Regions from separate parts of the Anser cygnoides genome. Here region 1 is linked to region 2. Evidence: chromatin contacts called from public Hi-C data. All regions are on one chromosome and are shown on one strand. The core of a region is the stretch at or near the end of the contact, and the rest is flanking DNA. Distances in the headings are between cores, read along the strand shown. Region 1 holds the start of DCP2 (decapping mRNA 2). Region 2 holds the start of YTHDC2 (YTH N6-methyladenosine RNA binding protein C2).

Region 1 (3,618 bases), core at 134-2,633, 240 kb before region 2:
ACTGAGCAGAACAGGGAAGTAGCGCTTGAATTGTCTCTGTGTAATTTTTATGCAAATTCAACCCAAAATATGAACTTACATCAGCTGGCAGTGCTGAGCTCATGTAAGCTCACATTTCTTACAAGGACTATGTCACTGCTTTTCAGCCCCCCTGCTACCTCTGTTTGCCGTCCTTTGTTGGAGATTTTATTATAGGAACCAAGCATTTATTGAAGGGCTGAGTGGAAAGAACTCCTCTTTCTGATGACCTGGGCAAGCCTCAGCCCTGGTCATTTGTTTGCAGACTCTCCACACGCTGCCTCTGTCTTCATTCTAATTAATGAGCTGCAAATGCATGCTACGGAGCTCTGGGTTTGACTGGCTCTTAGCTTCTGAGCTTCCTCCTATTAAACACAATTCTGTTGTCCACCTCGGTCAGCTTCTCCAAACAAGACTTTCTCTACCCTCGGCTGTTGCTTTTCCTCTGCAGTCTAGATCTTTTTATAAGACTTCTTTCTGACAGCACAAAGTGTGGACCTTTTTTTTATTTTGTTACCTTCTTTCGTTGTCCCACTGCAAACAGACAACTAACATTAATTTCCAAACTTTTTATTGTTGCCTTTCTGACTGAGTGCCAGGGCTGTCTGATAAGCAAATAATAAAAACCCGTTTGACTACATTACTTGATGATTGTACAGGTTGGTTGGTGCTGTGCGTACTAGGGAAAAGTTCTTCATGCTATGTGTCGCCATCCTTGTATCCTAATTGTGCTTGCAGCTTGACAAGAGGCATTGTCAACTCTGCCCTCAATACGTCTCTGTGTGCACCTTCCCAGGACGTGTCGATATGTAGACTTATCTTTGGGGAAATACTATAACCTGAATGTGTAATGTGTCAGCTTTAACTAAACTTGCTTATGGGAGAAAGGAGTACATGCTATTTTAGCAAAGAAAAGGTTGAGCCATGAATTTCCTCTAAATGAGGAAAAAAATGATTTGCAGTTCCAAATCCCACATAACAAGAGTTTTATTCTTAAGTTTCTGTTATGGCTAACTTAGCGTCTTTCAGTAACATTTCAAAAGTGCAGCAAGAACTCTGCAAATGTCTCTCTCCTGCTCTCCTGTCCTGGGGGCTTGGCAGCATAGTGTCTAAGCTTTCATTATGTTCTTCAGTTTCTCATGCATTAAGCAATTAATTATCTAAGGGTGTTTCATAAGGTCTGTAACATTACATACATTTAGTGTATCATTGTATCACCTCCCCCCCCCCCCCAGCTGTGAATGGGCTAATAATGGCTTAGCTGACATAAGGTGTCAACGTCCGTTTTCTAGAACACTTTTCTCTCTCTGTATCAGTTGACGGGGTTCTTGGTACCACATCGGCATGGGAGAAAAAAGAAGAAAAAAAAAAAAGAAAAAAAAGAAAATCTAGCAGAGCAGAGAGAAACACTAGCAGGAAGATTTTCTCTGATCCCTGCTTCACAACAGATGCCTCCTAGAAACTGACTGGATATTTCCCTTCTACCCTTCAGGATGTGGGGGTTTCAGGAAAAGAGATTGCTTCTTAGCCCTCCAGGGAAACTGATCTCGAGTTGCAGCCTTCTGCACATAAAAACCACTTGTAAGTGCAAAGATTTCTGCAGGAAAAGCTTTAGACTTTAAATTTTGGTATTATATATGTCTCCAGCAATGACAAGTAATAAAGAAGGAAAATATGGGCAAAGAAGAGAAGAGAAAGGCAGGGACAAGGAAATGGATTCTTGCAGAGTGATTGTGAGCTGCGCAATTTTGGCATCTTGATATCATAGTTCTCTCACTGGCTGGTAGGAATGATGGAATTAGCACCATCAAGTAATTTCTTTCTGATGGGTGATGAGTTACTTTCGTTCCAGATAAATGCTGCTTGCTTGGAAGTATGGTTGAGGCCTTTGCTCACCAACTTACGGACAATATTTTGCATTTATCAATTAGCAAAAGCAAGTACCCGGGGAAGTCGGTACCCTGAAAGTGATACAGGTCATGTATCTTTATAGACCCTGTATATCTACCCCTTCTGGTAGAAACAGAACTCACTGGAACCCTGAGCAATGGGATTTACTAGTTTGCACTCAGAGCCTTCCACCTGTCTCTGTCTAGCCATATCAAGAGCCATCCCTTCCTCATTCAAACTACTTCCATGTGTGAAGATTGATGCCATCATCTCAAATATCACAACAAAAAAGGTACTGTGGCAAATGTCATTGTCAAATACCACTGTGCAGAGTTTGCCGAAGAGAGGCACCAGTATATGTAAATCTACTGCTTCTACCAAGATTGTGCTCCAACAGTTTCTTATAATTCATGTCACTTCCAGAGCCACCAGTGTCTTTATTCCTTAACTTTAGCAAGGAGGCAGATTATATATTTATCACTTTCCTTCCCTAACAGTTGAAAAACGAGTTGCGAATATGCTTCTTGAGTCTTCAGGACATCACTGACCTGGTGTCTTTATTAGTGCCTTTGTTTATTCAAATGCGCCTGTAAGCATGTTGAGTTCATATTGAAGTGTTTAATTGCATAGCACAGCCAGAGCCAAAAATCATGGCATTTTTCTGTAAGTTTTTGTTTCTTTGCTTGGCTAGCTGTCTTCTAAGATTGAAATTTGAACCGGGGAGTTGAACGTGCTCAGTACAAGATCTGCTGACATGCCAGAGATAGAACAGCAGGGGGAAGCATGAAACGGGACTTAGTCCCACTAAAGCTTTCAGCAAGTTACATTGGGTAAATTCATTCCAATTAACCTACTCGAGGCTGGTGCAATTATCATCCCATCAGCCTCACACTCACACATTCTTAACCTCTCTCCTCCACGGATAGCGACATAGCTGATCCTGCTCATCCAAGTAGCTAGAGCAGAAAGCTATTCACCGTTTTATACTGTAAGTTTTCCACCTGTTTTGTCCCCAGTGTTTCAGTGCAGAGAACGATGGGACTGCAGCAACCTGACGGTTAGATTGCGGTCTGAGGGAGCCCTGGCACCTCGGCGGTGCCAAACACGCTCCCACCTCTGACTGAAACCCGCGGCGGGACGAGCAGCGGGCGCCTCCCGGCGGCTGCAGCCGCCGCAGAGAGCCCTTTACACGCGTTCGGTGCCTCATTACGGCCTCCAGGCACTCAGATCGTCCTCGGTCCCAGCGCCTCACACGGAGGCGGGCCGTTAGCCGTGCACAGAGACCGTCGCCCCCCGCCCCCAAGATGGCGGCGGCCGCCCCGTCCCGTCAGCGGCGCCCCATTGGCCGCTCCCCGCGATCACCCGAGGGCCGCGCTCTGCGCAGGGCCGCTCCCTCCCATTGGCCGCCCGCGCCGCTGCGCATCGCCGATTGGCGGAGGGAGCCGCCGCTCACCGCCGGCCCCGCCCCTCGCCGTCCGCCGGGCGGGCGGCCAGCAGCCCCGCCCCCCCCCGCCGCCGCCGCCGCCGCCGCCGCCGCCGCCGCCGAGCTGCGTCCGGGCCCTGCCGCGCCGGGATGAGCCGCGCTCCGCCATGGAGACCAAACGGGCCGAGATCCCCAGCAGCGTCCTGGACGACCTGTGCAGGTGGGGGGCCCGCCGGCAGGGCGCCAGCCTCGCCCCCCCGCCGTCCCGTGGTGCTGCGGGCGCGCGG
Region 2 (3,630 bases), core at 769-3,268:
CTCTAGGGGGCCAGCCCTGGTGCTGTGCCAGTGCCACCCTGCCACAGACAAAACACAGCTGGTGTCTGGGGCCACAGGTGCAGGGCACAGCGCTGCGTGGGCTGCTGTGGGACTGCGAGCTCCATCCCAGTGGGACCCAGCACGCAAACGTTACTGCTGATACTGAGACATGGTATCTTATCTTCCTAAGGTACATAGCTTCATTTTTAATAATAAATGTGATGTGCTCAAGTATTACAGTACTCAATGTCACAGAGACAGTTATAAGGAAGTAGCAGCAGGTACTTTGGCTGAAGAAGTATAGCAAGGAAGTGGGATTAAAAAACTAAGAACATTTAAATAGCAATCTTAAAGCAAAACTTCTGTTCCATGCCACTTCTCAGAGCAGAATTATGCTGAAGTGAGCTTTGTATACAGCTTTGGTAGAGCCCTCTTTAAGAGAGATCTTTCAGGCACCTACACTCTACAGTGTTTATTTGCTATCTGTTGACCTAGTTGTCCACTTAAGTTCACACTTGGGGAATAGTTTGCTCTGGGTCCAAGTATTCTCCTGACTAAATGATGACTACAAAGTAGCAGCCCTAAGAAGTGAATCATGTGCCATGTCTAAAAGCTTTTTTTTTTCTTCTTAGCCTCTGTGTAGGGTCAAATGGATGATTGTTTCCCCCAAGGGGTTATGCACCGATCTAAAGAATATATAAAGAACTGACAAATTTCCCATACAGTGAAAGGACAAAACAACTTCTCTTGGAGTTCCATCTTGAAAAATTATTTACATTTTACAAAATCTAGAGCAAGTAGTACTCTATGGTGAAGAGACTAAGGACTGTGATGATCTTACCCATTTATATTTAATGTCACTCAGCTAAATTACATAATTTATGGCTGGATGGATATCAGTGCTTCTTTTTTTGGTCACTGCCAACTGTACACTATTACAAGGACATACACTTCAGCAGCCTAATGAAAAGCAAAACAAAACATTTTTCTTCATTTTACAATATGATTTTGTATTTATTATGACTATTTGTACTTTTATTAACTAAGTGTTCACCAGCAACATCAACACTATATCACCTGTGTAGTAAGTTAAATGTAGTTATGGGATAAACTGTGTATCCTCTGCCACTGCACGTTGGCAGGCCACATACCTCTCCTGGTGTTAGAGTACACCTTCTGATCCTTCTTCTTCCACACACACATTTAAACAGGTGTATAACGGACTGTATGTTACAGAGCAGTTGTGCTATGCATTTGCTTAAGGACATGGTTTAGTGGGTGACATTGGTGGTAGGGTGATGGTTGGACCAGATGATCTTGGAGGTCTTTTCCAACCTTAATGATTCTGTGATTCTATTGTATGAACAGAGCTTTCCTCGAAACTTTGCAACTCATCTGCTGCAGTGTGTCCTCAGCCACAGCCTGACGTCTGTCTCTTGTAGCCTGTGGGAAAGCCGGCAGCCTGAATTTGATTTCCAGCAGCGGAGCAATTCACTGTGAGAGAGACGGAGAAGTCATTACATTCCAGAGGGACCTTCCTGCAGCTGCAGCAGCCCCAATGGCTCTCAACCCTCCTTCTGTGCCTCCCGCTGTGCATCCAGATGGGCCCTCAAAGTGTGAGAGGGAAGGACTGTGGTGCATAGAGCGCAGTTAGTGGTAGTTAACCTTGTGAGCTTGTTTAATACCTGCCTTGCTACAATATTTAGAAGACAGATAGATGATCAATTCTGTGCACCCACCACCTCAGTAACTGTACGTAAGACACCAACAAACAGCACTTTTGCCCTCCCTGCCCGTCCAGCACGGCGGGTTTCACCACCCATCGCCCCCATTCCACACGAGAGTCACAGCCGCCGAGGTCGCTCCCTCCCGCCACCCCTCCCTCCCCCAGCGACGGCACCACGGGCACGCGCACGGCCAGCGGCCGTTAACCGTCGCCATCGCCCGCGCCTCGGCGGGAGGAGCTGGCGGCCGCCCCGCCCCGAACCGCCCCGCGCGCTGCCGTCACGACGCTGCCCCCGCCCGCCCCGTGCCCGTGCCCGGTGCCGTCCCCGCTCGGCTGCATCTGCCTGTCGCCCCGCGGTGCTGGCAGCCATGTCGCGGCCCGGCGGCGGCGCTAGCGGCTTCACCCGTCAGCCCGGCGGCGCGCAGGGGGGCTCGGCGGGCCGCGGTCGCGGCCGGGCGCTGAAGGATATCCGCGTCGACGAGGAGGTGGAGATCGCCGTGAGCATGGCCCTCGAGCGGTTCCGCTACGGGGACGAGAAGGGTGCGGAGAGGGGACCGGGGGGGACGACGGCCGGAGCGCCGCCTGCCCGCCGTCTTCTCACTTTTTTTTATTTTTTTTTTTTTGTCTTAGAAATGGAGTTTCCTTCTTCCCTCACTACCACCGAGCGGGCCTTTGTGCACCGGCTGTGTCAGTCCCTTGGTTTGATATCGAAGAGTAAAGGGTAAGCCGGGTCTGCCGCCCGCGGGCGCGTTGGTTTGCGGATCGCCGTCGAGCGACCCCTGGGATCCCGCGGACCCTGCCTTGTTACACGGCGTAAACTAGGGGCAGAGAGTCCGAAACGAAATAAATACCTTCACACTACGCTTTAGGTCTAAGTTAACAAAACCCGTGGCATGCTCGGTAGGTTATCCTTTTACTGCTACATCGATTTTACGCGTCCCTAAAAAGACTTCTCACCAGGATGAGTGCTGTGTTACCTGCCTTACTGTGTGCCCAAGAGGTTTGCACGGAATCTGATAGCTCTACAGGTAAAATGCAGCATACAACAGTATTGCCAGAAGAGCGCTTCTAAGAAGTGCAAGAGAACAGAATTCGTACACAGGTATTCACAATTTTTTCCCCCTTTTATTCTCCTCTGATCTTTTGAAGAGGAAATCCGTGTTTATTGACCTGATAAGCTTGCATAAAAGCTGAGAATCTGATTCCTAGGTGGGTTAAGGTGAAAAAGAAACAGAAAAGGGAAAGTTAAAGGACAAACCCAGAGAGGTAGAATACCACATATAACTTGTGTGTGGGTGTGTGTGTAGACTGTTGTAAAACTGCAGCAGTATTTGCTGTTACTCATTTCTGATGGTACTTCGTGATTCTTGCTAAAGGAGTGTAGCGTGCTAATTCTCAGAATTGTGCTTACCTGCCACATTTCAATGGGTGCTATTCAGTTCAGCTTGTTTTGAGTGAGTAGCTTGATTTCAGGAGAGCTTACTCAATTGCTTGAATGGTTTTCAGGTGAAGTTACACTGCTGTACATTGGTTCTGGTCTTGGGGTAGCGCAGCTGATTTTTGCTGCAGATACCCGAGCCAATAAATTTGGCTGAACTTGTGTATCTTTGCATCATATTTTGGGAATGTGAAGTGTTAGAAAGCTTTAGCACAAGTGCTGAAACAGTCAGAAGGAAGACACTTGGGTTATACGGTACCTATTCTGAACAGTAACTGGTAAACCCTGCTTGAATTCCTTGCGGAGCTTCCTAAGTGTTTCTGAGTGACTCCCAAGTACGGTATGCTGTTTGCAGGTTTTTCTGGAGCCTGCAGGGTGACTTGAAACTTGGAAAATAGTTGAAATTTAATCAGATGGGGGAAAAAAAAAAGAATATTCCCTTAGACAGGCACAACTTTTTTTTTTT

Evidence for each region. A called contact is a pair of places that touch in the nucleus more often than the background predicts.
Region 1: a Hi-C map of liver shows a contact between it and region 2, with 7 times the contacts expected there. The contact joins the promoter of DCP2 here to the promoter of YTHDC2 in region 2. A contact is called at or near these places in 2 of 7 Hi-C or Micro-C datasets (both in liver).

What each region holds. Positions count from the first base shown.
Region 1 is chrZ:23,730,657-23,734,274 of Taihu_goose_T2T_genome, reverse strand. DCP2 (decapping mRNA 2) reads left to right here and starts at 1,383. Exons shown (of 11, transcript XM_013197617.3): 1 at 1,383-1,599.
Region 2 is chrZ:23,489,005-23,492,634 of Taihu_goose_T2T_genome, reverse strand. YTHDC2 (YTH N6-methyladenosine RNA binding protein C2) reads left to right here and starts at 2,018. Exons shown (of 30, transcript XM_013197623.3): 1 at 2,018-2,266; 2 at 2,357-2,447. The coding sequence starts at 2,095.